Linked DNA regions of Bombyx mori: region 2 is linked to region 1. A link is a contact called in public Hi-C data. All regions are on one chromosome and are shown on one strand. Each heading gives the region's core, a stretch centred on a gene start, on an enhancer-like site or on the middle of the called end of the contact. The rest is flanking DNA. Distances are from core to core; before and after follow the strand shown. Region 1 holds the start of Jafrac1 (thiol peroxiredoxin). Region 2 has its middle 20 kb from the start of Nanoso.

Region 1 (2,944 bases), core at 230-2,729:
AATACCAGGTGATCTGTGAGCTCGCACACCCATCTAAGCAATAAAAAAAATTGCAAATAACTAGTACGTTAAGATTGCCCTTGTAGGCAGACGAGCATACGGCCCACCTGATGGTGAGTGGTTACCGTCGCCCGTGGACTTCAGCAATGCCAGGGGCAGAGCCAAGCCGCTGCCTACCGCTTAATACTCTCCACAAGCCTCGTTTGAAGAAGGACATGTCATAGCGCTCGGGAAACACCGTGGAGGGGAGCTCATTCCATAGCCGGATGGTAGGTGGCAAAAAAGACCTCTGGAAACGCACTGTGGATGACCACAGTGGTTCCAGGTAGTATGGATGAACTCTACTCCGGTGGCGGGCGGCACGATGGTAAAAACGAGATGCCGGTATCATCTCGAACAATTCCTCAGAGCACTCTCCATGGAACATACGGTACAAAATACAGAGGGAACCGAAGTCTTGTATGTCACTTAGGAATTAGAAATCAGACTTTTATTATTTTCATATTACAGTTTCCGATATTTAAATATACAGTTATCATAGTAGTATTAGTTAAAAACATTGTGTATATTTCAACAAATAAACCTCCTTATCTGAAAACTTAAAGTGAAAATAATAAATGAGAGATTAAGTCTTAAAAGTACTTTAGAAAGTCTTGAAAATATTGTTCCACATACTGCCAGTTTTAATACCACTAAAAATGAGCCGTCATTTATTAATGAGTGTTTTATATTACTCCACTAATTGTTTGAAATGTTGCATGTTGAGACATCCCCATCACTTAAATGCAAAGTCTGGACCAGATTTCAAAGTTAAATTGCCAAACTCTTAAAACAAACCTACCTCTCTAATAAAAGTTTTTTAGGTAAATTTCCACTAACATCTGAAGATTCACTGAGATACCTTTTTCTAGGTACCCTTGTTGTCTGCATTATATACCTTTTAAAGAGGAACTGAAGTTTTAAAACTAGCTGTGGCTACACATGTAAATGATTTTTATTTGAAAAAATTTATTAGATCACTTAATAACACATTTATCTATATACGCATGAGTCAGCTTCTGTTTAGCAACCCGAAAATTAAAGAATATTAATTGCAGACTGAAAATATTCTGTTTTAATAATTATCATCGCTGAGGATATCCGAAATTAAATTTATCGTATATTTAACAATTTAAATTCGGGTATTATGTTGATTTATATTATGCCAGGGCCTTCAAATCTGGTAGATGAAGCTAGACGATACCACGATCGTAATTAGTGAAGAACGCCAAAGAAATAAAAAACGCCGGTCTGGTTCTAGAACGAACCAAACATTTAAACAGTGACGTTACGTCCTTTGACATTGTTTCCGATTAACAATAGCAAATAGAAAAATTTGGGTATATTTTATATTAATATGGATCTGATAAAATACTGGGCTAGTACTTACCTAAAGACTTTTGAATAATAGACGAAAACCGAAAGCACCGGAGAATGACTCGCTTTTGAAATAAAAATGACAGTCGGATCTTGAAACCACGATTCTACCGGAACTCATCCGTCCACAGACTATAGTTAGAAAATTCCATAGATAAATTACCTCCAAAAATTTTCCGTATGGCAATCGGCCCTTTTTTGGAGAGACGGATTACTGGTCTCCGGGCCAATTTCACTTGGACAGGAGAACGAGCACGAGCTCAGCCGGAAGGGATGAGATGTTCTAACGGCTGCCAGAGCGCCTCTGAAGTAGAGATCAAAGGCAGCAGCTTCGTGAATGCATCTACTTTTGTATTAAATCGCGGCCTGTTGAGAAGAACCGGTGTGAAATTCAATGGGCTGAGTTTGGATTAGGTTTCACGGGCACGGCTATCAAGGTTAATATACCTGTTCCTAGTGCTTGAGCTGTAGGTATCTATTAAAATAATAGTTGTAGTGGATATAGGTATTAAGTCGAAATGCAAAGTGTGCGCTGGTTTGAACGAATAAAAAAAGATATCAAGATAAAGATGGAGAGATAGTATATATTATATTTAGACACGACATTTGGTGCAGCTTTTTAAAAATTCAGGAATCATGCTACTGTAGCGACATCTAGAATTTAATCTATTTTACGGGAAATCAAAAAAACACTACTATGAAAATGTCATCATGTCATGATTTTTTTTGTAAGTTTCCTGTGGTGTGGCAATGTTCCGCGAGTTAACTGTTATTTACAACTTTTACCTGTGTACCTGTAAAAATATATCTACACCATGCTCAGCAGCTTAAACAAGGTTCCCGGTTTATTTAGCTACTGGCTTCACAATTCGAATTTTTTTTCAAAATTAAATATTTTATTTCTGGTGTTATTAAATCAATAACGGTTGCAAAATAACTAAGTAACGGGATTGTTGATTATGGAAATGTAAATGTTCTAGCAGAGCGTTTGTTATCGTTTCTACATTCAATGATAGATGTCACTATTTTCAAAATTTCATTTTCATCTTCTTAATATAAATTACGTGTCACGTTGTTTGTCCGCGATGGACACCTAAATTACTAAACCGATTTTAACTTCTTTTTTTAAATACTTATGTGTCTTGTTCCAACTTAGGCCGCATGATGGTTTTATTTCGTTTAATGGTCGCAATATTTATTAATTAACAATAAAATGATTTCATAAGTTGATTATTGTTATTAATTGTAAGCTTCATAAGTCTAAAACGGATGGCGCCATAAATCAGTTTTTACAGACAATTGTAATACTGTCTGGCATTAATACCTTATAGATGGCGCTGTTATAAATACCAACGTTTCACATAAGCTACATAATAATATAATGAAAAATACTATTATCAATATTGTCGTCCATAATTATTATAAAATATTTTTTGTGTATCTCAGGAATGTGGACAAGATAGGACTATTATAACAAATTACATTATTATTTTAGCAACGTTTCGGTCTTTTATTAGACCTTCATCAG
Region 2 (2,791 bases), core at 51-2,550, 48 kb before region 1:
GATAATTTTATTTAAACATGACTTTTTTGCTTATTTCTCTTTTGTTTTAAATGAGTAATAAAGCCCAGAGAAAATATCAAATGTACCTAAGTGGAGAAAAATAACGTGGCTTAAAGTTTATCAAAAAAGTTTTATGCACTAAGCTATATAGCAAGTAAATCTCTGTAGGTGTGTGGTATCTATAAAAAATTGCACCACCCCTGTCTTTCAGAGATTGTGGTACACAGTGGCTAAGGGATTCCCGGCGAAAAGGGCAGCAGTGTTCTCTGAGTATTAAACTAGAGTACAGTGATAGCACCCATAGACACAACCCACTGAGTTTCTCGCTGGATCTTCTCAGTGGGTCGCGTTTCCGATCCGGTGGTAGATTCTTCGAAGCACTGCTCTATCTAGGGCCATTGTTAGCAACACCTTCGACTTGAGCCCCGAGAGCTCACCTACACGCTAGGGTAACGGTGATATAGCCTCTCAAGGCTATCAGCATAGCTAGGAGAAAAAAGTGATAGTATTGGGTGACTCGTGTTGTGAGCTCGCATGGGTACCGCCATCCTGCCTATTTCTGCTGCGTTAATGTGTTCCAGATGGAAGGGTGGAATAGCCGCAATGTAATGAATTGAAACTTGCACGCACTTCGACCTCACGTCCCAAGATATGTGCCACTATATTCTTTGTGTCTTTAAAAATATATAAATAAATAATAACAACAAAAAAGAAAAGGTTAAAAGGTAATAAAGTTTAAAAGTAAAAGTCTAGGAGTTTGCTATAAACTATAATACTTTAAATTTATATGCTGACCTCGTTAGCTATGCTTCTGGTAATGCTGATGTTCAAGAGCGACAGAGGCCACTCTCCATCCTGCGAATCCAATGCTGATCTGCCTTCGAAGGCAACAAGGCACTTCAACACGCCAGCCCTAATAAATCTTAACAATTAACAAATGTGGTAGGACCTCTTCTGAGTCGCGCATTTACGTGGTAGATGTCTATGGGCTCCAGTAAACACTTAACACCAGGTGGGCTGTGAGCTCGTCCACCCATCTAAGCAATAAATATAAAAAATGTTAAAGATTTTTGTTATTCTGGGCCTAATTCGTGCCGAGTTCATACTCGTCTTGTTTGTGTATTTCTCACTCAGTCAAAAACAGGCAGCTAAACCTGCCGATAACCATAAACCTCATTTGACGGTCCTGAATACGTAAGATCAAGGTTCGTTGATAATCAAAAGCCGTATTCCGTCGAGCTGCACTTGTTTCGTGATGCGCGTTACAACCGGCGTGCCACATACGAGCGGACAGCGTTTCGCCAATAACTGTGTCAGACTTTGCAGGGCGAGAGTGAATGCGGGTACAGTTAGACGCCATGACTTTTACTTTCCTACCCCGCCCCGCCCCGCCGCGCTCCTCCCCGCGCCTCTACGCGCGTTTCATTTGCATTTTACCTCTTGTGTTTTATGCTGGCCTGGTACTAGGCAAATGTTTTTAGAATTGGACTTTGGGATGCCAACACATAGACTTATACTTACTTCTGTTGAGAAAGATAGAAGCCTCCATTACTTTAAAATACGGTTATCTGATTTTCCACAGAAATATGATACTTTAAATTTGTATAATATTGTATGGAAATTCTAGTTTTTAATAATAATAATGCATTCTGGCTGTTATTAGGAATCACTACTTTATTAATAAGTCCAATATACAGTTTTACCAACAGCCTAGTGATAGTGACACAGCAAAAGCACGCTAAAACTTGAACATTAATTGTTGAACATAAAAAATTCAGAAATTCTACGCTTCAAACTAAAACGCAAGTTGCAGCCGATTTAATCAGAACGGCGACTTAGATAGAGCTCTAAGCCAGAAGAGACTTCGTTTTCATGTTTAGCCTACTCATCATCATCATTATCCTGCCCTTCTCCCAATCACCTGGGGTCGGCGCAACATGTTTTCTCCTTCCATACTCTTCTATCATATACCATTTCTTCGCTCACTCCCCTCCTACCCATATCGTCTTTCACACAATCCATCCATTTCTTCTTAGGTCTACCTCTTCCTCTATATCCTTCCACATTCATAGTTAACACTCTCTTAACAACCTCATTTTCATTTCGTTCGTTTCATTTCATGTTTAGCCTACTCAATGCAATAAATAAATAATATACCCTCAGGACACTGTTTTGAGCTCTCTGGAGGCACATGATTTTGATTTGCTGGCTGTCGACCACAGTTGGTTTCCATACGTCCAGATCAGTTTTATTATTGAGCAATACACTCTTAACTTGTTGGATAGGGATAAGGCAGCCTGTCTACCCAGAAGCCAGAGTAGGTTTTCAAATCTAATGTTAATTTCGTTACGCTTCGTTTTGATGTGGTCTTTCCATGTCATCCTTCGGTCCAAGTGAAATTCAAAGTACTTAACACAGGTTGATTGCGGCAATGTATCGTGGCTGAGTTTGACTGGAGGACAAGTATCACATCTTAGGGTAAATGTGATGTGAGAATTGGGGGCGCTTGCTTTTATGCGCCACTTGGTCAGCCAAGTGTTAGTGACATCGAGCTGGGTTTGCAACAGTCTGGTCGCTTCATTAGGATCACAGCTACAACTGAGGAAGGCTGCATCATCGGCAAAGGTTGCTACCGCTTACAATACAAATCAAATACAATACAAAATACAAATAAATGATGAGGTTAATCTCACCCCACCTGAGTAGGTCCGTGATCGCCCTTGGTGGGTGGAAAGTGAAGCGCTTCTAGTGAAACTGACCAGCTAATCCTTCTTTCATAAAAAAGTATGTA

What was found. A called contact is a pair of places that touch in the nucleus more often than the background predicts.
Region 2: a contact with region 1 is called in a Hi-C map of middle silk gland, with 2.6 times the contacts expected there. The contact joins the enhancer-like site here to the promoter of Jafrac1 in region 1. A contact is called at or near these places in 2 of 7 Hi-C or Micro-C datasets (middle silk gland and whole pupa).

The regions. Positions count from the first base shown.
Region 1 is chr15:17,965,292-17,968,235 of ASM3026992v2, reverse strand. Jafrac1 (thiol peroxiredoxin) reads right to left here and starts at 1,479. Exons shown (of 5, transcript NM_001043618.1): 1 at 1,430-1,479.
Region 2 is chr15:18,012,805-18,015,595 of ASM3026992v2, reverse strand. No RefSeq gene overlaps it. Among protein-coding and RNA genes, the nearest start is that of Nanoso, 20 kb to the right of the region's middle. Within about 2 kb of position 1,300, at least 4 of the 8 cell types and tissues checked have open chromatin away from gene starts, as enhancers often do.